Linked DNA regions of Rattus norvegicus: region 1 is linked to region 2. A link is a contact called in public Hi-C data. All regions are on one chromosome and are shown on one strand. Each heading gives the region's core, a stretch centred on a gene start, on an enhancer-like site or on the middle of the called end of the contact. The rest is flanking DNA. Distances are from core to core; before and after follow the strand shown.

Region 1 (5,734 bases), core at 2,462-4,961, 100 kb before region 2:
AAGTAGCTGGCTGGGGCAGAGGGCAAGCCTGTGGAGTGGCTTCTTTTCTCCCACCTTCACGTGGGTCCCGTGGACTGGACCTGGGTTGCCAGGCTTATGCAGCAAGCGGCTTTACCCACTGAGTCATCTTGATGGCCCCAAATCATTTATTTTTCAAATGATACATTAGATGTCCTTTAGTCACGTGTGTTTGGGTGTGGCTGCATGCTGAGGCGCACATGTGGAAATTACACAGGTTGGCTCTCTCCTTCCACCATGTGGATCTCGGGGATCAAACTCAGGTCATAGAGCTTGACCTTTGCCCACTGAGCCATCTCACCAGCTCCATCACTTTTGGTAAAGTATACAACTACAGGAGACTCCTTTTCCAGTTTATTTTCCATTTTTAATATTTAAATTATTATCATGTGCATGTGTGTGTGATGTGTGTGATACGGCATGCGTGTGGAGGTCAGGGGGCAATCCCGTGAGTCAGTTTCCTCCTCCATCTTTACATGGGTGGCAGCAATAGAACTAGGGACATCAGGCTTGCACAGCGTCAAGCATCTTAGCATCTTTTACCTGGTGAGTCACCTCAGGTCCTTTCCTTTTCTTCCCAGGTTTAAACAGCATCTTTTGCTTCTCTCTATGAGAATTGGCAGCTATACAAATTCTACATGGGGCAGGTGCTACAGCTCAAGGCCCAGGTACATCTGTAAACCTCCCACAAGGCATCAGGAGAAGTAGAGGGTTAAACCATGACAGCTCCTCAGCCCTCTGGCATCCTCCCTGATGTTACAAAGCCCAGAGCAGGGGCTGGTGAAATGGCTCAGCGGTTAGCACAGGCTGCTCTTCCAGAGGACCAGGGTTCAATTCCCAGCACCCACATGGCAGCTCACACCAGCCTGTAACTCTAGTTCCAGGGATCTAATACCCTCACACAGATGTACACGCACTAAAAAAGAAAAAAATTCAAATAAAAAATTTCCTCTGAGAATGTATCATAAATTATAAACTGGGATTTAAAAGTTCAGGGTGTGGGGGAAATCTAGTTCCAAAACTTTAGAACTTGGGATTACATGTAATAGATATTGAAGAAATGGTGCCAATCCCACACAATCAAACAGAGAGTACATACTCCCTTCCAATCCACCAAACTCTGCTGCAGCCTGACCCAAGGTAGGCCTGCCTCTGCGGCAAGGCCACTCAGGTCAAACTCAAGTTTCCACTAAAGCTGATCGGCTGACAGACGCTCTGGAATAGAATGAAGGGCATCCCGGCAAACACAGCCACCAGACTGTTCTCAGTACAAGGCCCTTAGACCCCCAAGCAAAGGTTTCTGTAGCCCAGGATCACGAGAACCACCCCTGCCAGCCCACTCTCCCAGGCTAGACAGCACACAGCTCAGGCTCCCTTTCTAACAGCGGGCTGAGCCAGCAAGGCCCACGAGGGAGCTGCAAACCGATGTGCACCTGGCCTGAAGCTTGCGCACAGTCTCTTCATCCTGCCGGGCCTGCCTCTCGTCCTCCAGTGCCTCCTGCAGCTTTAGGTACATGTCTTCCAGCTCCCGAACTCGCTGCAGATACTGCTCCAGTTCAGAGGACTTCTGGGCAACCTGCTCCTCCATTTGCTGTCTGATCTGGAGGGATGAGAGGAGTGTGGTTTTGCTTAAATTGGGGTGACCGTCCCCAGGGCGAGGTTCCCACCGCACCTCTGCCTTTCAGCTAAGGGTGTAGGAAAAGGAATGTACAAACAGCATCCGTACTAGGAATCCAAGAAAATGAACTGCGAGCCAGCACTCACTCCCTCTGTGTGCTGTCCTTTTACTGTATATTTGTATTCAAGTCTAGAAAAAGTGTAACTTCTCTTTAGATTCTTTTCTGTCTTAAAGTCAGAAACCTCTTTTCAGATCTTAAGAAGAATGAACCTTTGCCCAGGCAGAGCAGCTTATGAGCTGCAGGCCCTACAGCCTCTACTCCTTCCCCACCCCTGGGCGCCAGTATACTCAACAAGTGCATGGCTTTCCCCTCTGGATTGAAGAGGCTTTAATCCCTGTCTTCAAAAACACAAAGACAGGGCTGGGGTTCAGCTTACTGGTAGAGTGTTTACTTCACATGTGTGCCCAGTACCCTGACACACACTGTCACACATTGGTGTACTTCTCTGCACCTTAGAATTATGTCACTAGCGTTAGCTCCCTGTGTCTGTGAGTCCTGAGAGCTCACAGAATAACCTGTGCAGGGAGCACACACCAATCACAATCACACTAGTGCTCAGAGAGACAGCAGGGAGGGAGGGCAGCTGGACATCACATACATCACATGCGCCTTCCTGAACACACGCAGGAACCTTGCCTCTAAGAACAAGTGACTAACACCAGATCGCGTTCAGACGCAGGGCCCAGCACAGCAGCACTCCATGAGAGACCTGTGCTCCGGTAACTGCCTAGCTCCAGAAAGCAACTGGACCTTGGTGTGGTCTGAACAGCAAACGGAGCTCAGAGCTGTGTTCACCTTGCTCATTACGGAGGAGAAATGCTGTGTGTTGAGGTGTCCTCTCAAACAGCTAGTGACTGCCCATACTACAAAGCTTTTGAGAATGAAAAGGTCCTGGTTGCCCCAGGATGACAGAGACATCTCAAAGCAAATGAGGACATGTAACCATGCTGACTAAGCACTCCTCACCCCACCACACACAATTCTGCTTTAGGGGTGTGGCAAACAAGGTGCCCATCCTCTTCCTCCACCTCTCAAATACACAGAAGATGCTTAAAGAATAGTCACAAACAAGCGCACGACTCCCCAGTCGCCACCACAAGGCACAGCAAAGCCAGGGTGAGGTAGCAGCCAGGCCTTCCTGAGCTGATCGGCCATTCTGACTTACCAGCTTCTCCCGCTCCAACTCTGTGCTGAACCTGGTCTGTAGCTCTACCTGAGTCTGCAGGCGCTTCTTTTCCTCGTCTGCGGCACGAGATGCTGCTTCCTCCAGTTTCTAATCAATCAATCAATCAACCAATCAATCAGAAACCCATTCCCAAAAAAAGCAAAACTGTTACAGTGGAAGAGAAAGTCTTGCTTAAGCATGTAACAAAACCATACGCTCAATAAAACAGAACTAAGTCAAAGCCGTGAGACACACTGGAATTCCATCCAGTCTGCCCAGTCAGCATATAAAACAAATCAGGTATGAATGCTTGAGTATAAACACTGTACACAGAGAATCTGAGGAGGCCACTGAAACATAACCATGTGCAACTACGCTCACACAGTTTGACCAAGTTCCGGAGCTTTCTATACAGTGCTGTCTCCTAGCACGCTATTCCTTACGTCTGTAACCAGAGTTCAGCTTCCAGGTAGGTGACACTGACAGCTTCCTCAGCACCCACACCCATCCTCAACCCCTCCAAGACCAACTGGTTTCAAAAAAACAAAACATATTAAACTCTGCAGGCCATGCCATCGCATATTCATCTAGGAAAACTCTGGAGTTGAGACTGTAGCTGTGCAGTAGGGTGCCTGCCTAGCAAGCCACGAGGCCCCACAGTTGATCCCCTCCACCCTCAAAGCAAATCACAAACAAACAAAAACACAGAAAACAACAACAAAAGATAATCAACTGGACCTTAGGACACAGACACTGGGGCATTTCAGGCACTCCCTCCCCTCCCCCAGGCAAGAAGGAGTGCTCCTGGCAGATGAAAATGAGACAAGGGCGCCCTCTGTCCTCTGCTCACAGCTCAGTTTACAGTAAGGGAGGAGCAGCTGCTGGGTTTTCATGAAGCTTCCCCAGGGTGGGGTCAAGGGCACTGGCAGGCAGAGAAGACAGGTCTGACCACCCTGGTCTCAACTCACTTGGGCAAAAGGTCCATGGAGAGAAGGAAGTAAAAGTGACAGAGGCTGTGCCCTCTGCTTGGTGGCAGAGGATCTTAAAGCAGGACTGTGGATGGCTCCAAGTCTGTGCTGCTGACTCCACCCAAGCTCACGAAACTTGCAATCCTCCTGCTTCAGCCTTCCAAGTGCTGGGGTTGTAGGTCTGTGCCATCACACACCCAGCCTTCCAGGGAAGTTTTGCTCAAGGAGAAAAGCAGGCTCTGCAGCCCTCACCGAACCTAACTTTGTTATGTGAGGCGTACAAACTAGATTCGGGCAGGGATTAGGAGTAGCCCCACCAGGAAGCAGCCAACCAGATTAGTTGAGCCTGACAGAAGCAGGAAGGTCTGGCTAGGCAGAGCCCTCTTTAAGACTGGCCTTGAGAGGAATGGCTCTGAAGTTAACCTCAGACTGTAAGCATTCCTAGGGTTCTGCAGAAAACATTATCAACCATCCAGAAACCAGTGAACTCTGGCAGGCAGTCAGGGGTGAGTGCACTGAAAGTGTACAGTAATAGGGAGGGGAGGGGAGCCTGCGGAGGGAGGGTCATTCCAGGCGACTGTGGCTGTGCACAGCCCAGCTTGCAGCCCTGAGGAGCAGACTGAAGGCCTCAAGGGTCCAGGAAATAGTCCAGCCAAGTCACTAAATAAATAACCACACAATGACAAGCTTCGGGTAGGGGCATCAGGATCAGTATCCATGGTTCCCACACCACCTTATCTTCTAAAAACATCCAGTTTTCAACTAAAAAAAGAGTATGAGAAACAGGAAAGTGTAACCCCTATGTGGGAAAACAGTCAACAGGCACTGCCTTTGAAGCAGCCCAGGAGGCATATCTACAAAGCCATTACAGTAAATATACTATAAAGAATGAAAGGAAGTCATGGTTAAAGACATAATGGAAGGAATAGCAAAATCCCACACGTGGAGAAAGCATATAGATAAAGAGGCTCCTTTAAGAGCCAAGTGGAGATTGCTGAGCTGTAATGTTCAAGAACTGACTGAAAAGTCCTCTAGAGGGCCGGGTAGAGCAAGAGGACAGTATGCACAGCATTAGGAGGCCAGGACGTGGTATGCCGAGCACGCCTATGATTCCTAACGTGGAGGCTGGAAACGGAAAGATCAGAAGTTCAAGGCCAACATCCCTAAGTAGAGCGCTGAAGGCTAGCCTGGGCTACAAGATCTTATTTCAAAAAATAATCAACCGGAGGGGCTCAACGGTCTACTTGGGCTACTACAAGACCTGCACTAAAGAGATACACAGAAATTATACCATCAGAAGGACAGAAAACCAAGCAAAATAAACAGCTCCAGAGAATCTAGGCACTTTTATACACAATATTCTGTTCAACAACATATGGAACAACTAAGAAGGGAAGAAAAATACTTGAAGAAATACACTGGGACTAGAGAGATGGCTCAGTGGTTAAGAGCACTGGCTTTTCTTCCAGAGATCCTGAGTTCAATTCCCAGCAACCACATGGTGGCTCACAACCATCTGTCATGGGATCTGATGCCCTCTTTCTGGTGTGTCTGAAGACAGCTACAGTGTACCTATATATAATACATAAATAAATCTTTAAAATAAAAAGAGACATTTAAAAATCTACACTGAAAATTTATCCAACTTAATGGAAAACCAAACCTTGGTCCACGTTCTATAAATTCTAAATAGGTGAAAATCAAAGGCAGCCAAACATGGTGGCCTCAGCTTTAATCCCAGGCAGAGGAAGCAGATCTGAGTTAGAGGCCAGCCTGGTCTATACAACACAGTTTGAGCCAGCCAGACTACATATTGAGGCCCTGAATTAAAAACAAGGACAGCAGCAGCCACACCTCCACAGTAAAAACCACAAAACGACGTTGAGAGCAGCTAAAAAAAAAGG
Region 2 (5,575 bases), core at 2,465-4,964:
AAGCCCCCCAACATGGTTACTAGAAACCAAGCTTGGGTGCCCAACAAGAACACTATGTGCTCTTATCTCCTGCGCCATCACTGAAGATTCCCCCGTTACCTAAACGGACTCTTTAAGAGTAAAGTTAAAATGTATTAAAAGTGTCTCATGTAGCCCAGGCTAGCTACAAAAATTGCTATATAACAGAAGGAAGCTAGCCTTGAACTTCTCACCTGAACTTGCCTCCATCTCCCAGGAGCTGAGATCATAGGTGTGCACTCAACGCCACGACATGAGCTGCTGCAGACCCTTTCCCGGCTTCTTCATATCCGAGTAAAAGCCGACCAAAGGGTTGGGGATTTAGCTCAGTGGTAGAGCGCTTGCCTAGGAAGCACAAGGCCCTGGGTTCGGTCCCCAGCTCAAAAAAAAAAAAAAAAAAAAAAAGCCGACCAAAGGCCTTGTCTCTCTCTAGCCATATCCTTTTCTCCCCTCTGTTCTGGCCCACTCAACTTCTGTCACACTGATCTCCATCTATTCAAGCACGTCCCTACCACAGGGCCTTTGCATGTATATTTCCTTGTCCAGAAGGCACTTTGTGGGATTCTAAAAGCATTACTCTTAACACTTCCTGTCTTTATTCCAATGTCACTCACTTTATCAAAACGGCCTTCTCAACTACTCCCCACACAGAGTAAGTTCAGCCTCCATTGCCCTGCAGTCCCCACAGTAACTAAGACTCTGTCTTATCCATCTCTATATTCTCCAAGCAAACACTGGCATGTAGTTGATGCTCATTAATCAGCTGCTCAATGGATGAATGCAACAAATGTGGCTTCTGTAGAGAATTCAACACGTCACCATAGCCTAGAAAAGAAGAGGTCACTGTGTAAATTCTCTGAACATAATTATCATGACTCCACCACACACACACACACACACACACACACACACACACACACACACACACATGCTTGCAGCATATTATAAAGAGGTAGAAACTGGATTGGGTGGCAGTGATGCACACCTGTAATCCTAGCACTCTGGAGGCAGAGGCAGGCAGATCTGTGAGTTCAAGGCCAGTCTGGGCTACAGAGTGAGTTTCAGGACAGCCAAAGATACACAGAGAAACTCTGACTTGGCGGGGAGGAAGAGGTAGAGACTGTAAAACAAATCTGTTCCTAACACAGAGCTACATCCCACTATAATAGCAACACAAAGAATGCATCCATAGGAAAACCTATGTTAGAAACAACGCTGCAGGGGCTGGAGACACGGCTCAGCAGAGCGTTTGCTGATGTTGCAGAGGACCCAGGTTCCACACCCAGCAACTACAGGGCTGCTCACTCTCATCTGCGACTCCAGTTCCAGAGGAGCCAACACTCTCTTCTGGCCTCCATCGGCACCATGAGTACACGTGGTGCACTTACATACAGGAAGGCAAAACACACATAAAACAAAATCCACAAAATCTAAAGTTAAAAAAAAAAAAAAAGAACGTTATTGTGGTAAACTTGTAAAAAGAATTGAGTGCCTTTTTTTCCCTTTGCGATTAGAACAACCTGTGTTCTCTCTTTCTTTTTCTGTATCATAAAAATGATACATTTTAATCCCCCAGGCACTCTGAGGAAAATCCCAGCCTGTTGAAGTCAGCACCCAAGTTTCCCCAGGGACTCCCATGCAAGGAGGTGAGGAAGGGTCGTGAGCGGAACGTGTGCAAAAGACCTGTCCGTGCACTCGAAACTGAGTGGTAAGTGAGGCATAAAGCATTCGCATGACTAACGCTGGGGGAAAACCCACCAGAGAGCCATTTCTATTTAAATGCTAAAAATGCAGAAGTGCATCTTCTTGGGCCTAACATGGCTTTAAAAGGAAACGCCTGTGCCTCTGGAGTTTTCCGGGTGGAGATGGGGGCCATCTGTAAGGAGAGAGAGTGAAACCCAGGCTTTAGGGACTTTGCATGACTCCGCCTGGAGTGGCCAGGCCATAATCCAGGTCTAGGGCAGGGGTTCCTTTTCTGTAGAGTTCTGAATCTATAACATTGATTTTACTTCCTTTCATTTACTATTTATGTATTTGTTTAGAAGCACGGTCTCAAAGTGGCTGTGTAACCAAAGAAGACCTTGAATCTCAGGTCCTCCTGTATGTAGCCCTCCACTATAGACACCAGCCACTACACCCGGGTTTTGTATTATGGTCATACATTCCTAGCCGAGCACTGATTTGGGGCTTTTTTTTCCTTCAGAGTCTTACTATGTAGCCCTGGCTGTCCTGGAACTCACAGGGATCCATCCATCTGCTGGCCTCTGCCTCCCCAGTGCTGGGATTAAAGGAAGGGCTATGTCCACCCTGTCTACGAGTTGGACTTACCGCCAGTTGTGAAGTGGGTGCTGAGAACGGAACTCAGGTCCTCTGGAAGAACAGTAAGTGTTCTTATTCACTGAACCATTTTTTTTCCCTAGCCCTAGACCCACAAACTAAACTTAGGAACTCTTTAGCAATCAGAAAAACTACTGGACTTCTTTCCAAAAATACTGCACATCTGCCTAAGAAGTGAAACAGCTCCCACAGTTTCATGAGCAACCCTGGATCCTACTCATTGTACTGGTCAACCCCCAGGTTAAGGACCCAAGGTAGGCTTGAATAAATACAACGTCTTACAACGCATGCTGCTTTCCAAGCCTGTTTACAGACGGCGAAAAATAAGAAAATAAATAAATAAATAGGCATTCGTTAAAAGAAATACTGCCTTCAAACACTAATTACGTGTATTTACTACAGAGGCCGTGAACGTGGGCAAGATTAGGAAAGGTGATTAGTGAGTCCTTTAGTCCAGCAAGCGTACCCTAGATCCTGGAGTCTAGAGCTTCAGGGGTCAGAGAGACAATGGGACTTTGAGGGGTTTGTTGTGAAATAGGATCCACTGTAATTCAGGATAGCCTCAGATTTGCCATGTAGCAGAGGCTGGTCTTGACCTCTTGTCTTGTTTTCACCAAATGCTGCAGCCACTGCAAAGCTTACCTGTCTCTAAATTATGGCCTTGGATTGATTATGACTGGGTTTCCCAGACGTGGGTTGTCAGGGCATGATCAAACAGTACCCAGTGAAACCCAGGCCACAGGTGCAGTCCCTGGGGCACTCGGGGTGATCCTGCGGAATGTCCTGTCCGTGAGTGCCCTCTGCTGGGAACGCTTGGTCCCGCTACGAGGCTGCGGCTGCGCACTCGCACCGCGGGGCGGCCCAGACTTTTGGGGAGTGATGTATAACTTAACGAATTGCCTAGCCTCAGCGACTCCAGTACTGTGCTCTCCAATGTTGCTCATCGTACTTCCCTAGGTTCCCTGAGACCTTCTGCGTCCCATTGTGACTTTGACCACCAAACCGTACTCTAGGCTCCCAAGGCTAGTCCTTAACGTGTAGAAACATCGGTGCACAGCTTGAATATATGCAACACTGTTTCTCACGACTGAACCCAGTGTTCCTCGGCGAGAAAGGATGGCAGGCACCTCTGGGCAAGCAGCATTCGGTGCCTGGTACTCTCGATTTAGCAAGGCCAGCCCACCCTGCAGCAAGAAAAAGCAAATCCCACCCGGTGCTGGAGACTTGGCATCAGGGAAGCTATAGACTTGAGCAAAAGGACGCTTGGTGAAGCGTTGATCAGTGTTTGGGGCCCTTGCCTAGCAAGCCTGAGTCTCTGGGTTCCAAAGAACACCGAGACCAAGATGTGAGAGCCACGTGGTGGCTTTTGTCCGGTCTTCCAGGACCACGGGCGCCAGCAGGGGGCGAGAGGTTCCTTTTAAGCCCCGCTCATCTGCAGTTAAAAATAGAAGCTGAGATCAACTGAAAAGCATGAGACAGAGCAAACGTAGAGAAACTTGATCAGGCCGATATGAAGTAACATTTCCAAATTTGGAAGTAAGGCAGGTTAGCTCTCGCTCTAGGAAGTGAATGAAAACTTCGGGGGGGGGGGGGATTAAGTTCCATATCACACATCAAATGAACCCTCAGGGATTAAAATGATAAATATTAAAGACAAAGGCACGCAATATCAATTAGAGTAAAAGTTATTTCTGTGGATAAATATTGAATTCTACAGCTTTGAAATAATAAAATATTACAAAGAAATTCAAAACAATGAACACTAAACAGAGTTTTTTGTTGTTGTTTTTTTTTTTTTTTTTTTTTTTTTTTGTGGTTCTTTTTTTCGGAGCTGGGGACCGAACCCAGGGCCTTGAGCTTCCTAGGTAAGCGCTCTACCACTGAGCTAAATCTCCAGCCCCTAAACAGAGTTTTTAAAAGTAATAATAACAGCTTGAGAAAAATGTCTCTACCAAAATTCAAGCCGAGAATATCGCAAACGAATACAACTTTATACAGAAAAACAAACCAGAACTGGGTGGTGGTGGCACACACCCTTCAAGTCAGTACTTGGGGGTCAGAGGCTGTTGGCTTTCTGAGTTCCAGGCCAGTAAATTCCAGGACAGCCAGGACTACACAGTGGACTACTTGTAAAAACCAAAACAAACATACAAAACACACTATCAAACAACCTCCTCCCCCTTGCCAACATCCTACACAAAACATATACTGGTGAAAGCCTGTAATCTAGCATCTCAGAGCCAGAGTCAGAATGTGAGTTTGAGGCTAGCCTGAGCTACATACACAGCAAGACTTTAGCCCCTCCTAATAATACAATAATTTTAAAAATAGACTCGAGCTACATGTTTGCAGAAACTCACCTCCATTCTGTGGAGTGTATTCTATGTTTTATTCTCTAACTAGAATGAATGAATGAATGAATGAATGAATATATGTATATAATATGGCAGTACAGAGGGTTATCATATATATGTGAGTGTGTGTGTGTGTGTGTGTGTGTGTGTGTGTGTGTGTACTATATAAGACTATAATGAGTCACTAGGAAAACAACAGACACAAAAGTAGTATGCACTGGCTAATATCTGTAACTCAGAATTCAGGAGGTTGAGGCAGAAGATTTGTCCAGAGTTCAAGGCCAAGCCAGTATACATAGTAAGTTCCAGGCTAACAAGAGCTATTGAGTAATACCATTTCAACATCTCAAACAACAACCTTATATATATAGGCTCAGTACATAGGGTAATGTTTGTTATCCTTGATAATTAGAAAATTTCAACTCAAAACAGTCCTAGCATATTACTTTACATCCACTAAAGTGGCAAACAAACAAACAAAAAACCCCTTTTTGTGATTCTAAAAATCAAACCCAGGGCCTTATTTGTGCTATGAAAAGTAATTTAATTTTGTGTGGGTGTTTTGCCTGCATGTATGTCTGTGCATTATGTGAGTGCCCGGTACTCAGGAAGGCCAAAAGAAGACATTGGATTTCCTGGAGCGGGAGTGGCAGGCAGTTGTTAACTGAGTGTTCTTAACTACTTAGCTCTCTTGGAAGGTGGCAGCTGGAAGATCAGAGGTTTAAGATCAGCTACAGTGGCACTGTGTGTTCCGAGACAGCCATCCTGAGCAACACAGGAAATTGCCTGGGGGATGGGTTATAATGTTAAAGAGTGCTGGCGTAGATTTGCAGCATGACAAACAAACAAAACAAGGTGGAAAAGCA

What was found. Hi-C and Micro-C count contacts between places; a contact is called where the count stands out from the background.
Region 1: a contact with region 2 is called in a Hi-C map of Schwann cells, with 7 times the contacts expected there. The contact joins two enhancer-like sites. A contact is called at or near these places in 12 of 12 Hi-C or Micro-C datasets (the A7r5 cell line, the Rat2 cell line, Schwann cells and 7 more) and 1 of 1 datasets of contacts at active chromatin or transcription factors (oligodendrocytes).

What each region holds. Positions count from the first base shown.
Region 1 is chr1:173,750,343-173,756,076 of GRCr8, reverse strand. It overlaps Swap70 (switching B-cell complex subunit SWAP70), which reads right to left. Exons shown (of 12, transcript NM_001106288.1): 8 at 2,863-2,970; 9 at 1,452-1,618. Among named protein-coding and RNA genes, the nearest start is that of Swap70, 51 kb to the right of the region's middle. Within about 2 kb of position 3,711, at least 15 of the 93 cell types and tissues checked have an H3K27ac peak or open chromatin away from gene starts, as enhancers often do. A contact at or near this core is called in Schwann cells, where this site is marked.
Region 2 is chr1:173,647,875-173,653,449 of GRCr8, reverse strand. No RefSeq gene overlaps it. Among named protein-coding and RNA genes, the nearest start is that of Rnu6-1168, 35 kb to the right of the region's middle. Within about 2 kb of position 3,714, at least 66 of the 93 cell types and tissues checked have an H3K27ac peak or open chromatin away from gene starts, as enhancers often do. A contact at or near this core is called in Schwann cells, where this site is marked.